Linked DNA regions of Mus musculus: region 2 is linked to region 1. Evidence: chromatin contacts called from public promoter capture Hi-C data. All regions are on one chromosome and are shown on one strand. The core of a region is the stretch at or near the end of the contact, and the rest is flanking DNA. Distances in the headings are between cores, read along the strand shown. Region 1 overlaps Tll2 (tolloid-like 2). Region 2 overlaps Lcor (ligand dependent nuclear receptor corepressor).

Region 1 (2,712 bases), core at 156-2,655:
CTTTGAAAAGCTTCCCAGGTGATCTGAAGATCCAATCAAGATTGGTCACAGCAACCAGGAAAAGAAGCATAATGTTACAAGCCTGAGGCAGGAGGATGATCAGGAGTTCCAGGGCAGCTCGGTCTGTATAATGAGATTCTGTTGCCAAATAAAGGTGACCATAGCTTCTCAGAACTGTAAAAGAGGCCTCATCTTGTACCATGTTTTTTTTTTTTTTTTTTAAGTGAGTATTGGTGGTCTTCTTGGATCTATTTAATCTGCACCATACACGGAGGCCAGAAGAAAGTGTTGGATCCTCTAGAACTGGAGTTAGAGATGGAGTTACAGAGCTGTGAGCTTCCATGTGAGCGCTGGGAATTGGAGCCTGCTTTTCTGGGAGAGCAGCAGTTGTTTTTAACCACTGAGCCATTTCCAGCCCCTTGGTGATTTGTAAGATTTATTTTTCTTAGTATTGGGGTGGGGGGAGCATTGCTTGCTTGCTTCCTCCCTTCCTTTTTAAAGACAGGGTTTCTCTGGGTAACCCTGACTGTCCTGGAACTCACTCTGTAGACCAGGCTGGCCTTGAACCCAGAGATCTCCCTGCCTCTGTCTCCCAGGCATGCTCCACCACTGCCAGGCTGACCTTGTATGATAGTCTTAACCACTGAGGCCTTTCTTTACAATCTCACTAGGAACTGGAGATGTAGCATTGGGGTTAGACCACCCAACCTCAGAAGAAGCTGTGTCACCCCTAAAATGACGGCACTGTTCCTTGACAGACGAGGCTCAGGCCGAGACTACAAATGGAAGTGCTATAGAAGAGGAAAGTCCGGAGCTGGGCCAGACTCAATCAGTAAGGTGCTTGTCTTGTAAGTGGAAGGACCTGAGTGTCACCCCAGAACCCATGTGAGGAATCATGCTGACAAACTAACTTCTGCACTGAAGGGGCTGAGTTGGGAGACCCCCCGGGGCTCACTGGCCAGCCAACCTAACCTACTTGCGCGAGCGCGCACACACACACACACACACACACACACACACACACACACACACACACACACACAAACAAACAAACAAACATACTTGGGCAAATGAATTCATTCATAGTACAGGGGTATATTCTTCCTAAGGAATTGGCTGGAAGACAAAAAAGGCACACATATACATGTGTACACATGCACACATACACAGGCACATACGTATGCACAGGTATGTACACACATACATAGAAACATATCGCATACATTTGACCGTTGTTTAATTACCTCTTCAGGGTAACAATATGCAAAGCCTTGTAAATTTCATTAGTCACAGGGGTTTATTCAAACTGTCTCCTTTGCATAAGAAACCCAGGCTTACAGCTGGTCTCTGGGAAAGAAAGCCCTCCAGGCCTTGAAAAGAGAGCTTGCCCTGTCCAAAACTCTCTCTGAAACACAGTGGAGGTCAGCGGCCCGTGATGCATGAGGCCAGGCTGCAATGTCTCTAACCAGCATCTGCGATTCAATCCCACCGTTTCCTTTATGCAACAATTCACCGAATTCCACGTTGTTCTTTTTTCTAATTCACCATATAATTCACCTCCCAAGTTCAATTAAGAAGCAATCTGTTAGCAACTTTGGGAGCAAGCTGCTTTCCTTTGCGAAAGCCCAATTTTCTTCCGCTCCCAACAAAAAGTGCCTTAATTACATGCATCAGAATAGACACTGGTGTACACACAACGCCCTTTCATCTCACCATAATTAATGAAATATCAACGGTACACATCTGAGATATCCAGGCAGAAGGAGATAGGCTCCTTCAAACCCCAAGGGGACCTTGTTTCATAAATCAATATTGCCCATTTGAATAATAGTGACTATGAATATTCATTAATATGGAAATGCATAAACAAAACTTTAATTATTCCTTCTATTTTTCATTCTTAAAGCATAACATTACTGGATCCTTCATTTTATTGTAAACACAATAGCTACTGTTCTTTACTGCAGATTGTATTAGGGTGCCCTTATAGATAATTATAGCAGAAAATGGCTTTGAGTCAATCAAAGAAGAAGAAGAAAAAACCCCAAGCGCAAGATCCTACAAACCAGTTTACCAGCAGCCCATTCACTTCAGAAAATCTCGGTTGAGCACCTGCCCTGGACAGCAAACCGACGCAGGCTCCTGCCCACGTAGCCTGCCTTCATGGTGTCTGAGTTCTAATGGATTAGCATAAATAATAAGCTCATTTTTTCAGGGAGGAATTAAGCACTTTGAAAAAAAAACTGTAACTGAATTTTGTGTAAGACGGTGCGTGGCTGTGAGCTGGAACTTAAGACAGGGAGACACCTGTGTGCCAAGAGTAACAAAGAAACCCACACTTCAAGTCACGCTCCCAAGAAACACAGAGAAATCTGTGGCTGGAGTTGGGGCTCAACTAAAACCTGCCAGGCATAACACAGAGAGGGATTGTCCAGGGACACCTCACCACCTTGCCTAATGGTCCATTTAACACATAGCAAAGACGTGTTCCCATTTTATATAAGAGAGAACCGAGATTTGTAATCCGTGAACCAGGCAGTTAGTAGTGGGATTTGCATTCCTATCCCGAGGTTGGTCCATCAGAGTCCAGAAGCCACACTGTACTCCACGCCTCTGCCCCTCTCCTGTATAGGTGTGTCTAAGCCACCACGCCCAGACAAGACCCAGTGGGGGCTCACCTCCACCAGGAACTAGCAAAAACACAACTGTTCC
Region 2 (2,712 bases), core at 54-2,553, 410 kb after region 1:
AATCTATATGACACAGACTAATTACGGATCTAAAATGTCATGCTTTTTCAGAGTCAGAGTGAGGAAATTCTCTACAAGACAGAATCTCTGCTCTGTTCAATTAGCAGTTGCCTAGGGGTAACCAAAGTTAGTGCAAGCGCTGTATTTGGGCTCCGTTAAAGATGCAGGGAAACTTGAGTACTGCTAAGCAAAGGTAGATCTTTAGCCAATTTAAATCAGACTGACACCATTTTTTAAAGCCAAACATGAAAAATGCAACAATATAATTAAGTACCAGGAAGTTGAGGTTAACTCTAAACATTAAATAGCTGAATGGTAAGAAATTAAAATCATCTAAATTAGATTTCTCTTTAAAACCTTTGGGGGGGTGGTAAGTAGTAATTTGGAGTCACAGCCAAAAGTAGCTTTATGGCTGTAGTTGTAAAGTTAGCTATTTAATGATAGCTGGGCAAAGGTTAGTGTTAATGTGCAGTCTCTCAGCCCCAAGGTCACTACTTACTGCCAGGTTTCTGCCTATGGATCCAAATTGCCTACAAAACAGGTCACATTCGGAGCTTTGAAACATCTACTAAGAACACATCATTTGCCATCTCCAGCAGCTACTGTCTTCCATCTTCTGTGTCCTGATGGGGGTAAATACTGATTCTCAGAGAAATAAAGGCCAAGTGGAGAGAGAGACGCGTGTTAAGTGATGGTATGATTCTGTAAAGAATTACACACCAAAATATTTTCAGAAATTCAGGGGCTGACAGGATGGTCAGTGTATCTAAGTGTTTGCCACCAAGCCTGACGGCCTGAGCTTAATCCCGGAGACCCACATGCTCACAAAATCTGACCTCTGACTTCTCCCTGTATGCTGTGGCACATGTGCACATGAGATATATATACATGATATAAACGTAATTAAAAGTCTAAGCCGGGCAGTGGTGGTGCACGCCTTTAATCCCAGCACTTGGGAGGCAGAGGCAGGTGGATTTCTGAGTTCGAGGCCAGCCTGGTCTACAGAGTGAGTTCCAGGATAGCCAGGACTATACAGAGAAACCCTGTCTCAAAAAACAAAACAAACAAACAACCCCCCCCAAAAAAGTTAAGCTGCCTGTGAGGGCACACACCTGTAATCTTAACACTGGGACAACGGAAGCTGGAGAAGGAGTAGAGCTCAAGGTTAGTCTCAGCTAGACAGAAAGTTTCAGGTCGCACTGAGAAGCAAGCAAGAACCTTGACTGCTTTTGCCAAGCACATCAGAGGCAGAGGCAGAGGCAGCCTTGCCAGTTGAGGCATTGACTGAGCCAGCTGGAGCAGTGCCACAAAGCTCACCCTGGTGGTGTGGGTGAGGGAGAGCTGGTGAGCTGACCAACACGGCTGCCACCCAGGCCCAGATTCAGGGCTTTGAGTTGGCCCACCCTAGGAACTACTGGAGCATGTGAAGGGGTCAGCCTTGCAGATCCAAAGCTGCAGGATCTCCATGACACAGTCAACAGGGTACCCGAGAGGAGCCATAGTGAGGATAGAGTATCCATAGAATAGCAGAAGACAGAGGTCTTGAACCAGACCAATGACTCACTGCAGTGAGCATTTGCAAGTAAAGATGTGTGGACAGAAGGGTTTACCGTAGGATATACTATGACTCACTGCAGCTTCTGCAATGAGGTGGTTGTTGTTGTTTTTTTCTTGGGAAAGGGGAGGTTGCAAGGATAGATGGTAGATACAAAGAGACAGGGAGATGAGTGGGACTGGGGTTGCATGGTGTGAAATTCACAAAGAATAAAAAGTTTCTTTTTAAAAAGGCAGACAGAAGCCAAAACTATTTGAACCCTGCTTTTGTGCAGACTCTCAGCATACTGCCATTCAGTCCCAGTGTGCAGGTGCAGCTAAGGTTCTGAGGGACTGTACTGTCAGAGTAGGGGTCCAGTCAGATGTCTCCTTTGCAGCTCCCATGTCCTTTACTGTAACTCTGCCACCAGTGGGAGGTGGAAAGGCAGGTGACACAGGCTGTCTGTGGTAAACCTTTCTATAAAGACATGTCCTGGCCATGAGGTCAGAGTCAAAGATGGAAGAGTAAGCCAGAAGACGTATCAATACATGTTCAACACACATGAAGCTACCGTCTGTGTTCTGTCGTGTTTCACATGCCATCAAATAATAGTCTCCTAAAGGTCCATAAGCCAGAGGGGCTGAGAAGAGTGTGTGTGTGAGATGTTGTCTCAGAATCTGGGCTCTTTTCCATGTCGGTAAAAGTTGTGCATCCAAAAGCCCAAAGCCACCGTGAGACCCCTGGCCATCCCCGCAGGCCATGTTTGTGCCCTGTCTTGAACCTAGTGTTGGCCTCTCCCTCCCTCTTAGCTTCCCAGTGTGGATTTAGCTTTCATGCAGAGCAGCTGGTGAGACTGAAATGTTTCCTGGTGATATTCTCGGATATTCTCGGGGAGCTCGGTGGTGGGCTACTGTGGGGATGCTTCTGCCTTGCATGGGTCAAAGCTGATAGCCCCTCCACTGTGAAATTTCTTTCTCTTTGTGTCCTGTTCTGGAGCACTGTTGGTGGCTCTCCAGCCAATTGTTCTTTCTGAGAAATTGTCTTAAAAGCCATTGAGTTCTCAAAGTACTTTTAAGCTGATGTCTGTAATGTCTGGAGCGTAGTATGTCTGAATGTTTGCCGTGTTCTAAACTAAAGCTAGTGGTTATTTTAGCACCACTGCCTAGGCCTAAACTGAA

What was found. Promoter capture Hi-C pulls out the DNA fragments that hold promoters and counts their contacts.
Region 2: a contact with region 1 is called in a promoter capture Hi-C map of neural stem cells. The contact joins two enhancer-like sites. A contact is called at or near these places in 7 of 39 promoter capture datasets (the 3T3-L1 cell line, embryonic stem cells, liver and 3 more), 1 of 115 datasets of contacts at active chromatin or transcription factors (pancreatic cancer cells) and 1 of 9 other capture datasets (embryonic stem cells).

What each region holds. Positions count from the first base shown.
Region 1 is chr19:41,163,191-41,165,902 of GRCm38.p6, forward strand. The region is part of intron 2 of Tll2 (tolloid-like 2); the gene reads right to left. Among named protein-coding and RNA genes, the nearest start is that of Tll2, 42 kb to the right of the region's middle. Within about 2 kb of position 1,406, at least 10 of the 459 cell types and tissues checked have an H3K27ac peak or open chromatin away from gene starts, as enhancers often do. A contact at or near this core is called in neural stem cells, where this site is marked.
Region 2 is chr19:41,578,173-41,580,884 of GRCm38.p6, forward strand. The region is part of intron 7 of Lcor (ligand dependent nuclear receptor corepressor); the gene reads left to right. Among named protein-coding and RNA genes, the nearest start is that of Mir8091, 9.1 kb to the right of the region's middle. Within about 2 kb of position 1,304, at least 18 of the 459 cell types and tissues checked have an H3K27ac peak or open chromatin away from gene starts, as enhancers often do. A contact at or near this core is called in neural stem cells, where this site is marked.